Regions from separate parts of the Danio rerio genome. Here region 1 is linked to region 2. A link is a contact called in public Micro-C data. All regions are on one chromosome and are shown on one strand. Each heading gives the region's core, a stretch centred on a gene start, on an enhancer-like site or on the middle of the called end of the contact. The rest is flanking DNA. Distances are from core to core; before and after follow the strand shown.

Region 1 (5,451 bases), core at 2,238-4,737, 150 kb before region 2:
TTGCAAAAAAAGCTGGACGTGAACACAAATAGATGGAACAAAGTACTTCAGACAAATCACAGACCCCCCGTTTGCACACTCGTTTGTGTTTGCATGCAGCAACACTTACGTCTTATCAGGCAGCATTTAAATTACAGTCTGGCCTCTGTGTCTTTGACCCGGGAATTGTCCATAGAGCGTGGTGTATAACTTCATGGTATCACCACTCACCCCTCCCTCTGCCACCTCCCGCAGGGCTATAAATAGCTCACCAGGCTATTTCTTACAAAATCCCTTTATAGATGTGCTTTCACCGATCACTCTCGGCCAGGCCCAGACACTGATATGATTATCGTTTAGATCGCGGCATGTACTTGTGCATCTGTGCTAGCGCGCATGCATTAAGCAAAGGGTTATCAGACAAGAACAGAACAAATGGTGACATTGCACAGGTGTGCAGTGTGACAATCCTGAAGATTTTGCAGAGGAACCGGCTGCAGAGCGGCCACCCCTTTCACCGCAGGGAACATTAATTCAAACTTATGCTAATATATTTACCTCCGCCACACTGTGTCATAAGTGACAGCAATGCAGCCCTTTTGAGGGTCACCTGAATGAGCTGTCAGCTAAAGAGTTATGACCACATTGGCCCACAGCTGTGGCGCTGTTCCAGCGGGCTTTTACTCAACCTGCAAGATGACATCAAGCTGTCAGGAGTCACCATGATAACGACCATCCCGGTTATCCCAAAGATGAATCAGTTAATCACATCTGCGAGCTAAACATGCCCAGCTATCCAGCAGACTTTTGCCCTTACCACAGAATCCAATTTACGCAGCTAAATATATTTGACCAGGTCTGACCTCTAGAGAGCATCTCTGTGACTAAACGACAATCGGGCCTACCGGGAGCCAGGATCCCTTGTGACATTGCCCACTCAGAAATACAGGGAAGTAAAAAAAAAAAAACACTAAAAAGCACTAAAAACAATTCCCTGGGGGTTCTCACTCACTGTCTGAACAAGTCCTTCTGTAAACATCTCTGCTGGTTTAGTTAACGATAATAAAATGTGTTGAATTGTTTTTGATAGACTCTGATTTGCTTTGTATTATTCAGTGCCACTGTTGGTCAATTAAATGGGATAATTCATGCAAAAATGAAAATGACCTTATTATTAAAGGTGCAGTATGTAAGTTTGCCACCCAGTGGTTGAACTAGGTATTGCATACCTGGATCAAAACAAACACAAATGCAGATTGCCAGAATGAGGACCAACAAAGCTGATTTAAATCGTTTTCTAAATAAAAGCAATGGCACCCGATAGAAGGAATATTGTCCATGTTAAAAGGAGTTTTTGTCTTAACCAACACCTCAAATCAAAATATTAGAAATGGCTTCTATTTCTTGCAGCTGAACAACAGAAAACTGACAATGATCGCCTCAGGTACACCTCATGTGCTTTATTCAGTGTTAAATGCTAATAATGAGAGTTTGAATGCCATTTTACCTGACATTTATTGTCATACTACTGAAAGCAGCGACGGATGGTTTACCCCCAGATCTTGAAAATTAAATAAACAATTTGAAATTGAACTTTAGACTCAAAACCAACACATATGAGTGATTCAGCCTGTACATTTAATAATGTTAAAGAGGTTTATCATATGTATAAATTAGATTATAAACCCTACCATTTGAGTGAGTGCATATTCTGTACTTCTGTATGACTGTATTTAAATTTCTGTCGTGTTTTGTTTGGTGCAAACAGCCATTCACTGCAAATCCCATCACGTAGCGTGTTGTTGGGACACGGGGTTACAATGTAACTTACTTACCTAATGTTTACATTGTTATTTCTATTATTTGAGAATTAATGACCTCATGTATAACTCAGAATTTACATCTCCTTTTGGAGTCTGCTACTGTCCACCGGAGGTCGCATTTCAGTCACAGACGCATGCTTTGAGAGCCTTTCTGAATGAATGAATGAATGAATGAATGGATGAATGAATGAATGAAATATGCGTTTTTCCAACAAGGCAACCCGGGGTGCTGAAATATAATTGGCTAAAGTGACAGTGGGCCAGTTAAAAGAACTAAAACAAAGACAGCATTCCAGTACAGAAAAAAACATTTTCAAAGCAGAATATCTGACGTCAGCATTGTTTTTTAGATAAACAAGTATGTCCACTTGGAATGTTTCTTAAATATCTGCAAACATATTATGGTATTTTTATGCTTTAGATGAGTCAGAAAAGTATAGCACCTTTATTTCTCCCTCATGTGGTTTGAAACCTTTAAGAGTTTTTTTTGTTTGTTTGTTTGTTTGTTTGTTTTTTTGCTTCTCCTGAACTCAAAAGAATATATTTTGAAGAATGCTAGTTGCTGGAAGCAAAATTACAATGAAATTCAATATTTGTGTTCAACAGAAGAAAGAAACTCAAACGAGTTTTGAATCAGTAAAGGGTGAGTAAATTATTAAAGAGGATGCAATTTTGGGTGAATATACTTTTAACAATCTTAAAAAATATTTAAATTGGCAGTGAACGAAATGCGTCCATATAACATTTCTTAAAACGTTCTGCCATTTAAAGTTGATTTTAACTGAAATGTTCAGGAACACATATGCTACTGTATATACAGTAAACAATGGAAAGGCATTTCCAGATGCATGTTTTGTTGAAAGATCATGTGGTTTTCACTACAGGCGTACGTGATAAAGAGGACATCTGTTCACTGTAGAGAAATACAGAGCAGTCTTCACTGTTTTGTTGCTCAAATTAATTATTCATCCAATATCTGTGGCCACAAGAATACACAAACTCTTACTAAATGCAGTAACACATAATAGTGCAATTCTTGCTAAACTAGGCAGATGACGTTTCGTTAATATTTAACTACAGAATATGTGATTGCCCTTGATCTAAAAAAAAAACAGCATCGGTCTACATTCTGCCTACACGTACTGTAGGTGTCCCTCAACCAGACAATGTGCTGAGTGTGAGAGCAAATACAAAAAAAGACTGCATTGCCATCCATGCAGACAGGTACGGGCCTGTCATGTTCACGGTAATGGTCAGAGAGGAGATAGCGGTCTAGGACGAGATCTAGGGCAGAATGGACGTCGGGCTGTTTCTTTGCATCATCCTCAGTAAGCATGCAGTCTGACAGCTCTGTGGCCAGGGGACAATAGGACAGGAACAAGATCTCAGCTGGCATTAGTGCTGAATGAACAAGTTTAATGGCGAAGGTGAGGCTCTGGACCCTTGCCAAGCTGTGAGCTCTTCTCTAATCAGCAGGGACTCGAGGGAGATGAAGGATCCTCCCATCACCACAGTAAACTCTGCTTACCTCACAACCTTCCTGCTGGGATTAGCATTTATTTTCCCCCTTCTCATGGACATTTTCCCTCAGTGACGTTAATGTTAAATCTATTGCTCTAACTACCTTGTGAAGTGTCCTCACGGTCTGAATGGCACTGGGGTGCGATTACTGTTACCGTCCTAAACCTTTGAAGTTTTTGACACTGACATATTTACAACTGACAACTGATTAGTCATGGTATTATTCATAAGAGAATTGTACTCCATCAGCAACCACAGAGAATGCAGTAAAGTTAGACGCCTTATAAAATGAGTGGCTGAAGCAAGATATGTCAACCACTCTTTCTTGCATATTTAGCATGTGTTAATTCTAAGATCAGATGGATTTGGGTGTTAAGTGGAGGATTATACTTGTGAGCAAAATCAATCACTACGTTTCCCAGGAGCATTTCGATCTGTATATCTTAAGTGTTTGTGTTTCCTTACTGATATACTAATATAGCAAACTATAATATGCAAATATGTATTTTAATGTAAAACTTGTCTATCTTTCTATCCACGCACACATAATTGTGTACAAATAGTATTACTATGCAGGAATAGTAATAAGAGTAATGTTTATAATATGTACATTTTAAAACAACAATGATAGTAAAGTATTAATAGCAACAATTACCAACAACCATAAATGTGATATGATGTATTAATTGTCTTTATTAAATATATTATTATTGTTGTTGTTGTTGTTGTTGTTGTTGTTATGCATTAAATTGAATCAATACATTGCATAATAAGAAAACAAATAAATAAACTAATATTTATTATAATTATTATTTTTATTATTATTACATTACATAAGAAAATTGATACATATACTAATATTAATATTATTTATTATTATATTAATAATAATAATAATATGGATAAAACTGAATCAAAACTGCAGTTAGGTGATCGTGCTAATCACTGCGCCACCGCGACACCCTATAATAATAATAATATTAAATAATAATAATAATAATTATTATTATTATTATTATTATTATTATTATTACTATTATTTTTATTATTATGGATAAATCGAAATCATTACATTACACAATAAGAAAACAAATAAAAAAAACTAATATTTATAAATAATATTATTATAATTATTATTCATGAAACTGAATCAATAAATTACATAACAAGAATAGAAATAAATAAAGTAATATTTATTTATTATTTTACATTGTTATTGTTATGTATGTTCTACTACTATTACAAATAGTAATATATATATATATATATATATATATATATATATATATATATATATATATATATATATATATATATATATATATACATATATATATACACACACTAAAAATATTTTTTTTAATTCTGCATATACTTAACAGCAAAACTTACATAATAAGAATAGAAATAAGTTAATTAATATTTATTTATTATTTTACATTGTTATTGTTATGTATGTTCTACTATTACAAATAGTAATATATATATATATATATATATATATATATATATATATATATATATATATATATATATATATACACTAAAATATTTTTTTAAATTCTGCATATACTTAACAGCAAATTAATATTGATTATTGAAGACTGTAATTTTTTTATTTTACTTAAAAACTTTTTTTTTTTAAAGATATTCTTAAAATATAGATTTTTTTATTTTATATTTTTTTGCATTATTATTATTATGGATAAAACTAAGTCAATACATTACACAATAAGAGAACAAAAAATGAACTAATAATTATAATAATAATGATTATTAATATGGATAAAACTGTATTAATACATTACATAAAAAGAAAACAAATAAATAAACGAATAGTTATTATTTTAATTATTATTATTTTTATTATTCACAAAACTGAATCAATACAATACATAATAAGGATACATATAAACTAACATTTCTTTATTATTATACATTGTTATTGTTATGTATGTTCTACTACAATTACAAAAAGTAATTGTATATATATATATATATATATATATATATATATATATATATATATATATATATACATACTAATAACAATAAAACACATTTTTAAAAATTCTGCATACACTTTACAGCAAAATAATTTGAATTAATAATAACAGACTGTAATTGT
Region 2 (6,080 bases), core at 3,073-5,572:
CTAATTAATTAAGCAGTAACATGCTGAAGTACTAGTTTAAGTTTTCACTTTGTGTATGTAAAAAATGCTGCGCATGTGATGATTAAATAACGATCTGTCTGGATGTACAAAGGCACATTTTTGTAATATATATTTAAAAACATATATAAGGGATGTCCTGATTTTTGTGCTGCCAATCTGCATGACCCGAGTTATTTTCAACCCAGGCTCATTGTAAATACTCGCCAAAGTCTACATTTCTGCAAAAACTAAAATAAAGTCTGCTCTGAGTACTTTCAAAAAATGACTTTTGCTGCTTGTTCAAACTACTTATTTAAAATGAGTTAAAACAACATAATTCTTATGTTTTTTTGGAAAACCTAATTGTTTTATGTTCAATCCACTTAAATTAGTAAAAATAATTTAACTTAATTTGCGTACAGTACATTGCACATTTCAGATGACAAATACGATCCACAAATATGAATCACAATGTGATACTTGTATTTTCTTAGTTCTCAGAATGTTGTATTTGGATTTTACAGCAAGAAAGGATAAGAGATAGGGTTTAAACAAAGTTATCAACATGCTGACCTAGTCGATTAATATCATTAAAGAATTGCAAACATTTTGCAAGTTTTCTAAAATATTGTTGATATAATCAAATGAGGCACTTTAATAAAATGTATCTGCTTATTGCATTGCTAACATGTGTTCTAGTGTAAATATGCACATTGGAAGTAAGGTTAAAAACTCTTGTTTAGTTTTCTTTTTACATATTATTAGGTGCATATATAGTAGTATTAATGTACTTTAGTATTTTGTATTGTTCAAATTGACTATCCTTTCATTATGTTCATGGCAGTTTTTTCCCCATTGACTGCCATTATAACCACATTTTATTATTGCAAAGCCATCACACCAAATAATCATGCATTCCTGATAGTTGGTGGATTTCCCTGTTGAGAAGAGGTGAAATTTGTAACTTTTTTTTTTACAATTGGTTATTAGTTGGCACTGGTTGGTGCCATGGCTTTGCAAGTCAATGGAGCAAACACCGCCACAAACATACTGAAAGAGTAGTACGTTTGCCCAAAGTGTATTGTTCAGCTTTTTTAAAAATTCCAAAACGTTTCCCCAAAATATGTGTCACGCAAGAGTTAGGAAAACAGCCTTAAAATCCAACAGACACAAATTATTGAATGTTTTCTTTACACTAGGACAAAAACAAAAACTGGTAACACTTTAGTTTGAGTCACAAATCATGCTATTAACCACTGGCTTATTACCTGCCTATTATTAAGAAATTAACTGTTCATTAGAAGGGGGGAGCAGGGCTTTTTAGTTTTAGTTTTGACCAAATAGTGAACAAAGTAATGGGGTTAGACAAACTATATATTTTTTTACCAACAACACACGAGTCTCCCCTACAAATGAGCACTTATATTGTTTGCCAGACCTATGGTTTCTGTGTAGTATTACCAAAAATGCCATGAGAAAAAATTTTACTATTTACCCCACCTGCGGGGCAAGTTGTAACAGACAGAGGGTTAGTTGTATCACATGCTTAAAAATTCAGATTTCACACACTTCATTTAAATTCAGTTTAAACAAATTTCCTCAGTACTTAACACATTTTTGTTCTACATACCACAGTATATTCATTTATTTATCTATTGGATAAACACATTTGGATTTATTTGCATTACTATCCATTATAATACAATACATTTTGTTAGATTATTCACAATACAGTATAATTTTTTTTCTATAAAAATATTTCTATTACAATATATATATATATATATATATATATATATATATATATATATATATATATATATATATATATATATATAAGTGTGTTTTTTGTTTCAAAATGGTTCCATCTTCTAGCCTAAAAGACAGTACTCACAACATTATAAGATTTTATTTACATACTTGCACAGATTTGTTTTAAATTAACAAAATATCGACTAGGGTGAGGCAGTGGCGCAGTCAGTAGGTAGTGCTGTCGCCTCACAGCAAGAAGGTCGCTGGTTCAAACCTCGGCTCAGTTGGCGTTTCTGTGTGGAGTTTGCATGTTCTCCCTGCCTTCGCGTGGGTTTCCTCCGGGTGCTCCGGTTTCCCCCACATTCCAAAGACATGCGGTACAGGTGAATTGGGTAGGCTAAAATTGTCCAGTGTATGAGTGTGTGTGTGAATGTGTGTGGGGATGTTTCCCAGAGATGGGTTGCGGCTGGAAGGGCATTCGCTGCGTTAAAACATTCATTCCGCTGTGGCGACCCCGGATTAATAAAGGGACTAAGCCGACAAGAAAATGAATGAATGAATATCGACTATAATAAAAATACTTAGTACACTGCCTGATAAAAGTCTTGTTGTTGATCCCAGTTGTAAGAGCAACAAATAATAACTTGCATCCCAATCATTACAAATACTGCAGAAGACCTACTGGAACCCGCATGGACTCAAGATTCTCACAGAAATCAGTCAAGCTTGATGAAGGAAAAATCATGATTCGGGCTGAGTTACATTCAGTATGGGGCCGTGCGAGAGATCTGAAGTGTGGATGGCAACATCAAAAGCTTCATGCATTAGGCCAACTAAGACATTTGTGCTGCCCATTACATTACAAACCACAGGAGGGTAAATTCTTCAGCAAGATTGCACTCCCACTCATACTTCAGCCTCCAAACCAAAGTTCCTGAAAGCAAAAAAGGTCTAGGTGCTCCAAGATTGGCCAGCCCAGTCACCAGATATGAACACTATTAAGCATGTTAAGATTAAGATGAATCTGAAAAATCTTGATGAACTCTAAGAGTCCTGCAAGAATGCTTTGTTTGCCATTCCATATGACTTTATTAATAAGTTGTTTAAGTCATTGCAGAGATGTATGGATGCAGTCGTCCAAGCTCATGGGAGTCAAAGACAATATTAATTTGTTTTCCACCGCACCATGACTTTATAATCTATAATGCACATTATTCCTAATAAGTTACAAGACTTTTAAGAAAAGTCAGACCTTACTTAATGAAATAATTATAAATATAGGCATAAATATATTTTATTTTGGTAAAATAAGCACAATCTAGAGGCCTTTGCCTTTCATATTAGCCACTTCTGATACCAAAAAATCAACTAGAAGTCCAGTTATTTGCTATTCCTAAAACTTCGATAGGCAACAGGACTTTTACCAGGCAGTGTGTGCTGCAAAAATGTTTTTTTCTGTGTTTCTCATCCAAATTTTGCCAAACATTTTCAATAAATGACAAGAAGACATCTGTCAACACTGTGATGAAAATCTCAACCCTGAGCAAATACCTTAAAACTATTACAATTTACCCCACATTACTTTGTGCCCTGCACTCAACTAGTTATAAAGTATGATTTTATTCTACGTCCCGAATCCTACCCAAAACCTAAATCTAGCTTCTCCATTACTATTAATAAGCAGCTAACTAGTTGATTAAGCTAGTAAGGTTAAGTTAATGATTTGTTCATTCATTCATTCATTTTCTTTTTGGCTTAGTCCCTTCATTAATCCAGGGTCGCCACAGCAGAATGAACCGCCAACTTATCCAGCACGTTTTTTTTCTACGCAGCGGATGCCCTTCCAGCTGCAACCCATCTCTGGGAAACATCCACACTCATACACTACGGACAATTTGGCCTACCCAATTCACCTGTACCACATGTCTTTGGACTGTGGGGGAAATCGCAGCACCAGGAGGAAACCCCCGCGAACGCAAGGAAACCATGCAAACTCCACATAGAAATGCCAACTGAGCCAAGGCTCGAACCAGCAACCCAGCGACCTTCTTGCTGTGAGGCGACAGCACTACCTACTTTGCCACTGCGTCGCCTTAATGATTTGTTAGTACAGTAAATTGGAGAATTGTGACTTAAAATAAAGTGTTAATTTAAAAAAGTTTATAAATACCCTTCAGTCTATGCAAAATTAAAAGAAATACTTTCCAATTAATATACCCAACACACCTGAACAATACAAGTGAATACACCATAAAACTTTGTTATGATGGTGAATCAGAGTTGCTCATCCTTCATATGCCTTCTGACTGACAGAGACTGCGTTTCTCAGATGTTACACTATCTGTTTGGTTAGCAGTAAAGTGACTCATAATAACTGGTAAGCAGCACATCATGGGTTCAGTCACAGGATGACAAACACACACACACACACACACACACACACACACACACACACACACACACACACACACACACACACACACACACACACACACACAAGCTGCTTTCTCACCGACTGTACATCTTGCACTTGTCAAAAGCAAGCTAAGACCTGCTGATCTGTAGAGACGTCAACATGTGAAAGAACCAGCATCCCAGATTTTAAGCGGGCTGGCGGATTCATATCTAGGGAAAGCCCAGTAAACGTGGTCTGCTTTTCATTTAGCGTGGAAATATGATCGTCTGCTGCAGAAGGGGGTCCAGTTAGAGTTGTGGTGGCATGTTAAAAGCGCATCGGAATATTAACATGTCATGTCATTTCGGTAAGGATCGTAACTCTTTCTTCAGATGCCGTTTCTACCACAGACGTGGGGTCAAATGAGGCAAGATCAGCAAGGGAACAAGACCGCTGGCTGTCTGAAATGTTAGAAGGTCGCCATCTGGTGACCAAAAGTGGAAGTAAACATGCAAAGAAAAGTCAAACAATAACAAACAATGATAGATATATTCACCATTTGAAGAGTGCCATTTAAACTTTTAATCTAAAATAAAACCTTTTCTCAGACTCTTGTGTCTAGGTTCAGTAATTTCATTTTAATGGCGATTAATTGGTTATTTTTGTTGCCTTTAATGTGAAATAACAACACCTATATCTTTGGTTAGCCTTTGAAATGCATACTAAAATGGTTTTAGATACAGTTCTCAGCAAAAGTAAAACCAACGCATTGAAAAAAAAGGGGAAAAATATCAAAAAGCCTGCTCGTTTCTGCAAATACTTGCCTTCATCATGGTAACTAAGTAAATGCAAGTGTTTGCTAAAATGCGTAGGCACAGTTTTAAGGAATAGCCATGTGAATAAAGGCTTTTTTAATATTTTTCCACATTTTTCAAGTGCCTTAGACTTACTTTTGCTGTTTATTCTGATTAATTAATTGATTACGTGATCATATATCTTAATATATGCGTAAAACAAAGTGGACCTACATCCTACATTATAGTATGCTCCAATCGATTGGCAGGAGATTAGTATATCGGCCGATAATCACATTTAATGACTCAATCTGCAATCTGGCTGATCTTATGAACCAATCGCAAGTGTATGTTTATAAGTTTACAAGTAGATGCATGAGCGCACCTGGCTTACTGAAAAAAAATATTCAAAGATGATTCCTTGGATTTACTCTTTTTTTTTACGTTAAGTGGTTGTAAACGATTTAATTGTGTTGAAGTTAAACAAACAAATTAAGTTGAACATTATTCAATTTAATTTGTTTGTTTAAATTCAACACAAATAAATTGTTTGCAACAGTTCTGCATGGAACACTTTCACTACAACATGTGAGGAGCTAAATGATGCATGGGGGCATAAGCAATTGCTGCACGCTACACAGCAGCTTGAATATTCAATAATATAACTTTTTATAATTTATCAATCACAATAAACTAGTTTTTAGGCCTCTTTTTTAGGTAAAGATTTAAAGGTTTTAAGGTTTAAATTTAAAATTTAAAGGTTTGCATTTTATCTTCTTATCAAACTTTTTTTTCATTGAGACATGTTGAATTCCTCTTTCATCATTTGCAATGTTTCTAAATTGCAATGTTAATAATTTCTTACCCATTTTTTATCTGTTTTATCTATTGTTTTCTGTATAGCTGCTTCTGACCACACTAAATAGTTATATAAGACATGTTTAAGATTATATGCAGTATTAATAATGTATAGGATTATATGCTGCATCCTTCGTTTTATTATATTAGGTTAGGAGAGATCTCACTTAAGTATCTTACTAAGAGGGAAATGTGCTTTATGCAATAGTAAAGTTATATAAAGCTTGAAGTATCAGAATAGGTAGTTGGTATCGGTCAATTACCATGACAAGGAATCAGTA

Evidence for each region. A called contact is a pair of places that touch in the nucleus more often than the background predicts.
Region 1: a contact with region 2 is called in a Micro-C map of caudal fin, with 4 times the contacts expected there. The contact joins two enhancer-like sites. A contact is called at or near these places in 1 of 18 Hi-C or Micro-C datasets (caudal fin) and 1 of 4 datasets of contacts at active chromatin or transcription factors (caudal fin).

Annotation. Positions count from the first base shown.
Region 1 is chr20:40,852,209-40,857,659 of GRCz12tu, forward strand. All of the region lies in intron 2 of aig1 (androgen-induced 1 (H. sapiens)), which reads left to right. It also overlaps a transcript of hivep2a not described here. Among named protein-coding and RNA genes, the nearest start is that of hivep2a, 57 kb to the left of the region's middle. Within about 2 kb of position 3,488, at least 5 of the 62 cell types and tissues checked have an H3K27ac peak or open chromatin away from gene starts, as enhancers often do. A contact at or near this core is called in caudal fin, where this site is marked.
Region 2 is chr20:40,997,514-41,003,593 of GRCz12tu, forward strand. The region is part of intron 6 of aig1 (androgen-induced 1 (H. sapiens)); the gene reads left to right. Among named protein-coding and RNA genes, the nearest start is that of adat2, 40 kb to the right of the region's middle. Within about 2 kb of position 4,323, at least 19 of the 62 cell types and tissues checked have an H3K27ac peak or open chromatin away from gene starts, as enhancers often do. A contact at or near this core is called in caudal fin, where this site is marked.